Regions from separate parts of the Mus musculus genome. Here region 2 is linked to region 1. Evidence: chromatin contacts called from public HiChIP or PLAC-seq data. All regions are on one chromosome and are shown on one strand. The core of a region is the stretch at or near the end of the contact, and the rest is flanking DNA. Distances in the headings are between cores, read along the strand shown.

Evidence for each region. HiChIP or PLAC-seq counts read pairs in DNA pulled down with a chosen protein or histone mark.
Region 2: a contact with region 1 is called in an H3K27ac HiChIP or PLAC-seq map of large pre-B cells, with 2.2 times the contacts expected there. The contact joins the promoter of Wfdc10 here to the enhancer-like site in region 1. A contact is called at or near these places in 4 of 39 promoter capture datasets (HPC-7-derived erythroid cells, cranial neural crest, frontonasal cranial neural crest and 1 more), 1 of 15 datasets of contacts at CTCF or cohesin (large pre-B cells), 1 of 484 Hi-C or Micro-C datasets (the HL-1 cell line), 3 of 115 datasets of contacts at active chromatin or transcription factors (embryonic stem cells and large pre-B cells) and 1 of 9 other capture datasets (embryonic stem cells).

The regions. Positions count from the first base shown.
Region 1 is chr2:164,420,999-164,424,630 of GRCm38.p6, reverse strand. Sdc4 (syndecan 4) reads left to right here. Exons shown (of 5, transcript NM_011521.2): 5 at 1-384. Among named protein-coding and RNA genes, the nearest start is that of Matn4, 18 kb to the right of the region's middle. Within about 2 kb of position 1,825, at least 70 of the 459 cell types and tissues checked have an H3K27ac peak or open chromatin away from gene starts, as enhancers often do.
Region 2 is chr2:164,653,989-164,657,620 of GRCm38.p6, reverse strand. It overlaps Wfdc10 (WAP four-disulfide core domain 10), which reads right to left and starts at 1,575. Exons shown (of 2, transcript NM_001039501.2): 1 at 1,423-1,575; 2 at 253-558. The coding sequence starts at 1,513. The coding sequence ends at 275. It overlaps Wfdc9 (WAP four-disulfide core domain 9), which reads left to right and starts at 2,655. Exons shown (of 4, transcript NM_001160414.1): 1 at 2,655-2,738.

The DNA.
Region 1 (3,632 bases), core at 576-3,075:
ACCATCCCCCGGGCACCGAGGGTTAAGCTGGTTTAGCAGGTCATTGCTCAGCTTTGCTTGTCTCCCTGGGCAAGGGAAGGGGACCAGGAGAAAGGTGATGAGGCCCCAGGGACTCCTGTCATCTGGTACTCTCCCTCTTACAGAGGAGAGAGCTAGTGGCTTAAAAGGCCTGGGGTGGTGGGGAGATCACACCACTCTCAACCATACTCTGTTCCTGTGAGGCCCCCATCACCACCTCCGTGCAGGGTCCTAGCTGGCTGGGTCCTCTTCTAGCCTTGGTGCCTGCTCCTTTTCTGCACCATTCACACTGTTGTCTGTTACTGATCTTTTTTTTTTTTTTTTTTGATAAAAAGATAATAAAACCTGGTACTTTCTAGATTGTCAGCCTGTCAGTTTTATTTTTGGTTTCTCAAAACAGGGTTTCTCTGTGTAGCCCTGGCTGTCCTGAAAAGCATTCTGTAGATCAGGTGAACCTAGAACTCAAGAGGCTGACCTGCCTCTACCTCGATTAAAGAGGTGTGCCATCACACCCGATGCCATTATAAGATTTTGGGTTTCTTTTTAAGCTTTATTTTTATTTTATGTGTATGAGTATTCTACCTGCATGTACACCTGCGTGCCAGAAGAGGGCGTCAGACCCCATTACTGATGGTTATGAGCCACCATGTGGTTGCTGGGAATTGAATGCAGGTCCTCCATGAGGAGCAGCCAGTGCTCTTAACCACTGAGGCTTCACTCCAGCCCATTTTAAAGGGTTTTTTTTACAAGCCATTCATTCTGTATCCCTTGAACTCAATGAAGCCAGAGGGAGACCTTTTGGGGTGCCAGACACGGGCACAGACACGAGACAGCAGTAGGGCTTTGGAGGTAGGAGAGATGCCAGAAAATGTGCCCGTTGCTCTGGGCAGCACATCCTGTCTCTCCCCATTTTAATTAAGCAACACTAGGTTTAAAAACAAACACAGGCCACAGAGTCCCTCGGGCCTTTGGGATGGCTCAGAGTCTTAAGAGCACTTGTCACGCCAGCCTGAGGCCTCCAGTGTAAGTCCTGGACACAACGGGAGAGAAGCAGCTGCTGACGTCACACTCCGACTGCCACAAGTGAACCGTGGGGGCCACACACACTTGGACACACGTGGACACACACGCTACTTAATAAATCAAAATAGGAAAAAATAACCCTCAGTTGAGTCCCTGTGTGTAGAAATCGTAGTACTTCTCATAAAAGCCTTAGAGCTGGAAGACAAATCGACTTTGCCAGCTGTCAAGACTGTACTATAACCAGACATGGCTGAGAGGAAACAAGGCCCCAGACTGGCTCTTTCGTGACACAGTTCCTGCCTATTTCCGTGTCACCTGCCTGGTCTCTGTGGGCTGTGCTATAGTTGTCACACTTGAGAGTCTCATAAGCAGTAAAGGGCCTGTTGCCAAGGATCCCACCTGTCCTCAGCTTATCTTTGCAGAGTGGAGCCTCGATTTGTGGCCCGTTGACCTTGGTGACTTGGGTTTGGCACCATGTGGCCCCATGGGAAGAAGCAGCCAGAGGACTTAACTACACCAGCCAGGAACTTGGTGTTTCATGGTTGGGCCTGTTAGCACAGCTGCAGGAAACAGTCGTTAGAAATGGGACAAACTTCATCTGAAAGGTTAAAAGAACGTGTCCAAATCGATCGTTCACCAGTGGCGGAGGTAGGATTTGAATCCACATAGTGAGGGCCTATCAGAGGGTTTCCATTGCTCACAGTCCCTTCACTGTGGGGGTGGTCGGCCTTCACAGCACCTGGTCTCATATCTCTCTAGGGACCCTAAGTTCTGTTTCCTCGAGTCCCTTGGGTGAGTTTCTGGCTCTCGTAGTTCACCGCTTTTCCTGTAGCGTGAACTCTGAATGGGCTAGACCTGCTCAGTTTGCACAGCAGCCACCAGCCACCATGGCTCTTTAACATGTAAAAATGGAGTTGCTCAACAGCTACGTGTAGCTCATGGCTCCGGGATGGAGTGGGCACAGGATGTCCACCGTGTAAGGACTTTAATGATACCTGCATTTAGACTTCAGACGCCATCGGCTGTTGCCTTCCTTTCCCATAGTCTGCAGTGGGGAAGGCCAGAGGTTGACTGTGTGCCAAGTGGCACTTCTTTGGGTAAGATATTAGCGTCAAAAATGTTGGTTAGCTCTTCCTATGGAAACATTGTCCTTAAATTTAGGGCCTTACAATGACAAACATCTCTCATGGTTCCCATGTGTCACAAACACAGGAGCAGCAGAGGTGTCTCATGCAGTATTACACAGTCGTCATCCAGTTATGGGCTACGTTATAGACATCTGGAGGGCTGACTGGGCAGGAGGCTCTATTTCCAACTGAGAGAGTGCGTTCACAGGTCTGGAAACTTGGCTCTAGCTGTCTGGCAGGAGGTCTCAGTTGCTCACCTCACGGATTAACGTAGAAATGTGTGTCCTCGTGACGTGACCTGGCTTCCCAGAGTCAGTGATCCGAGAGAGCCAGGTAGAAGCTACAGGGCCTTTTAGGTTTTAGCTTTGGAAGCCACACACTTTCCCCTGCATAACATCAGTCAGTCAGGAATACAGGTCTGTCCTGTTGACTACCACAGAAAACAGCACAAAGGCAGGAATGTTAGGAGAGGCAAGGCTGACTGGAAGCTCTGCTAGTCATATTTCCTGACTGACCAAACATCTGAGAGAAAGGCATGGGGATATATTTTGACTTGAGGCAATCTGTCCTTATCTGACTCTGTGTTTCTGGGCCCTGGATGAAACAAAAACACGGCACAAAGGCGTGTTGGGGCAAAGTTACCTCATGGTATGCAGTAAGCAGGGAGAGACAAGGAATTGGGGACAAGCGTAACTAATTTTTAGGGCACACCTGTAGTAACCTCCTTTCTCAAACTAGGCCGCACCTCTCCCGTGCACCACCTCCGAAGGACGCTATATTATAGATCCATCAACGAAGGCATTAATCCAGTCATTTCCCCCGAACTCTTGGCAAGCAAGCCTCGGTGAGGTGGGCACTTCATATCCAAATCAAAATAGAAACCATCCCACAGGTTGTGACTGTACACTTTGTCACCTGTCAATCCGACACTGGGGTTGTCTGGCAGGCGAACACTGATGTCATTTCTGAGAAGTGAACAGGATTATTGTATTGATCCACTCTTACCCCATGATCTGCCAAACTCCAGAAACCTTTGGAGCACTGACCAAGGCCTTGTCTTAGTCAGGGCTTCTATTCCTGCACAAACATCATGACCAAGAAGCAAGTTGGGGAGGCAAGTTGGGGTTTATTCAGCTTACACTTTCCACATTGCTGTTGATCACCAAAGGAAGTCACTGGCACTCAATCAGGTCAGGAAGCAGGAGCTGATGCAGAGGCCATGGAGGGATGTTCCTTACTGGCTTGCTTCCCCTGGCTTGCTCAGCTTGCTTTCTTATAGAACCCAAGACTACCAGCCCAGGGATGGCACCACCCACAACAGGCCCTCCCACCCTTGACTAATTGAGAAAATGCCTTACAGCTGGATCTCATGGAGGCATTTCCTCAAGGGAGGCTCCTTTCTCTGTGATAACTCCAGCTTGTGTCAAGTTGACACAAAACTAGCCAGTACACTCCTCCACCAGA
Region 2 (3,632 bases), core at 326-2,825, 230 kb before region 1:
TTAATTCTCTGCCTGTATGATGCTTAAAGGTTTTTGTGAACCCAAGGCAAGGAATGTTCTCTTTAGCCCTGTGGCATGCTGTACAGGAGATATGTGTTGTGGTAGAGCTGGTTTGGTGTGCTGGAGCCTCCTGGAATTGGAGTGGGTGCACAAGACAACAGGACAAACTAGAGACAAATTACCAACAAGGGGTGGGGGTGGGAACTGGGCCCGAGAGGAGCGCACTGGGCATCAGTGATTATTAAGAGTGTATATGAAGGAGGCAGGTGCTTGTTTATTTAGTAACAGCAGTGGTGAGAGATGACAAGGTAATTCCAGGCAGAATCATATCTCCTTCAAAGCTGGGCGGGGACCCACTCTCTGGGTAGACATAGTCAGAGGGAGGGGTGACAGGCATCTCCCATACGTCTTTATCCAACAGGTTCACGCAAACATTGCCACATGCAGCGGAGCAGCAGATGTTATTTGCTTGGCAGTCTTGGTGGGCTTCACAATGGCGGCTGCACAGATACCGTTTGGGCTTCCCCTCACACTCCTTGATCTCAGTGTGAACTGGTGCTACAAAAAGGGGGACGGTCAGGTAGGTGAGCAGAGTGGCTGCCTGGAGAGAATCCCTCTTGAGCTTAAAGTTCCAGCAGTGTGCTGAACACTCCCGCTGTGCCTGCATTTTCCCAGGCAACTTTTCTGTTTGTGCTCAGTCCTGCTGATCAGTTGTGTTTTAAATCTCATGCCCCGTGATAATCTCACCACCTCCCTATAGCTATTCGTGTCTGGGTCCCCTCTTCCTCTTCCTCATACCTACACCCACGACCAATCTCTCCTAGTAGAAAGAGCCGCAATGGCGCCATCTCTGTGAAATGTGTATTCTTACCCGGCTCATAGAAACCGGAGGTAGTTCACGGACCCTTTCAGCTCCTTAGAATTCTCAGGGTCCGTGAGGCTAACAAATCGGCCTCCAGCCTCTCTGTTTCCTCTGCTGTCTTGCTGTCTAGTGAAGTGTTCTGTCCTCTTCATCATTTACTTTTTACCCACCCCCACCCCCCACCCCAGGTGGCAACTCCATCCCTACCTCTTTCATGATCAATGTTTTGGTTTCTGCACCTATGCCCATTTCTACACCCCTCTTCCCCACTGAACACCTCTGAGAGTTTAAGCCCTCCCAAGTACGAAAGTTTGCCCCCTGGATTTTCAACCATGGGGCCCCTTCCATCACCGTTTGTTTCTGAATCTTTGGAACAAAGGGTGAGAATCGCACGTTCACTGTGCACCTTATCACTGTGTCCGGAACCATAGCTGAGGGGCCGTGGTCACCCAGAGTCAGGACAGTACTGCGGAGCAGAGTATGCAGTCGTATCCCTTCTGGGTCTGTTCTCAGTTGCTCCTTGCCAGCTACCCACAAACCCTACTCATCCAACCACCTACCTTCATATCTCTGCCTTCGCTGGACCCCTCCGTCGGCTAGGGAAAGCAGCAACAGCACACCAAGGAAGAGCAGCAGATTCCTGGACAGCATAACTGCGACCCAGGCGGTGAGCTCAGATCTAGTCTGGATGGCAGACTTTCCCACAGCAGGACGGGGCCTCTCTACTGCCTCTGCTGGCCAAATCAGGGCAGAGCAGTAGCCGTCCTGTTTCTTCCCCTTTTCTTGCCCCTTGCCCTTTTTCTCTGTGGCTTTTCTCATAAACGAGATCTCTTTCAGCCCCCTCTTCGCGCTAACATAATTTCCTCACGATATATATAGTTTAGGGCTCAGGAGATTGAGTAAAGTGTTTGCAGATAAAGCTGACCTGGAGGCAAATGTCTGTGAGCCAGAGCCGGGATTGTTGGTAGAAACAGAAGGCTCTCAGGGTCCTGCCGGGCTGTCTGGAGCTGAAGCTGTGAGTCTTAGGGTTGGTGAGGAATTCTGATGTTTACCTCTAGTGTCCATAAAATAGACTCATTTTTAAAAAGATTTACTCTGTGTGTGTCTGTGTGTGTGTGTGTGTGCGCGCGCGCGCGTGCTCGCCACACGTGACACCAGGACATCAGATCCCCTGGAACTAGCATTATCCACAGTTGGGAACTGAACCCCCGTCCTCTGCGAGAATAGCAGGTGCTCATTACCACCGAGCCGCCTTTCCAGCCTCGATCCTGGTTCGCTATTATCTCAGTTTCCCCGGGCACGCCACACAGAGTCTCGTTTTGGCTCAGACCCATCTTCTGCCCTTTTTATTTAATCCTGTAACCGTCTCCCAAGATGCCTTTCCGTCAGTGATTTCACTTATGTCACACACACACCATCATGTATGTCCTAATTCACGATGTTCTGCAAGATGCTCAAGGCTGAGCAAGGTGGGGCTGTGGGCAGCAGGCAAGGAAGGGATGAGCAGGGATTGAGGAGTGCCCAGGAGATGGTTACAGTCTGCACATCCAGATCCATCCGCAGCACCGTAAAGACTCTGAAATTTTGTTCCTGGCTTTTTAAAATATCTTTTCTTTATCCTCTGACAACCTCATACCTGTGTATAATGTGTATTGATCCTATCCGTTCTCAACCTTCTCCACCCACTGCCTCTGAATTCTCAGTCCCCAATATGCCCACCTTCATGCCCCACACCCCCATCTCTGCATACCAGAGGACCTACATATCTCCGGCTTGGCCCCACCTCTTAAAGGTTATATCCCTCTTACTATTGTTACTCTGGGGACCACGGCTCCAGCACAGGAACCTTTGGGGAACAGACTACAAACCACAGCAGGTACCATTTTCCTCCTCATCAGTTTCCCCTCAGTGTGTTCCCACACTGTCACACTGGGGCTTCCAAACCCCGAGCTCTGTCTTTGTACGGTTCGTCCTCCTTGGCCAAGTGTGTGCAGTCTTAGCATATACTGTGCAGAGCACCAGTGTACACACACACACACACACACACACACACACACACACACACCTGTAATCCTGTAGGCCAAGTTGAGAGGAGTCTGCTCTTTGAGAGTGCTAGACCTCTTTGTGTGTGTGTGTGTGTGTGTGTGTATCTGTGTGTGTGTGTGTATCTGTATGTGTGTGTATCTGTGTGTGTGTATCTGTGTGTGTGTGTGTGTGTGTGTGTGTGTAACAGAAGAGGACATTGGGTACCCTTCTCTGTCACTCCCTACCTCATCCCCTTGAGATAGAGTCTTTCACTGAACTTGGAGATTGCCATTTTTCATCCTGCCTATGTGGCTAATGCTCCCTTTTCCCATCTGCCTTTAACACTGGGGCTACAGGTCTATGTGGCACTGCTAGGGTTTTTTTTAAATGTGAGTGCTGGAATCTGAACTCAGGTCCCACGTTTGCCCAGCAGTCTCTCTTACCCCTGTGTCACCTCTCCAGCTCCTACTGTCCTTCTCTCAGGCATTTGGTGAACACATTTCTCCATCCACCAAGCAACGATTCTGTGGCAAGATCCCGACTGTAGGGTTGATCCCTCTGTTTCCTTCCTTGTTTGCTAGAGGGCCATTTAGCTTTTATAAACACCTTCCCTATCCAGTTTCTTTACCTCTGTGAAACCTGGAGAGCGTTTGTGTTAGCTTGTACTTGGCCCATCAAAGGAGAACCAACACTGAGCAGGATGCGAAGTAAAAGAGGATGCATGACCCAAAGCCGAAGACGATCC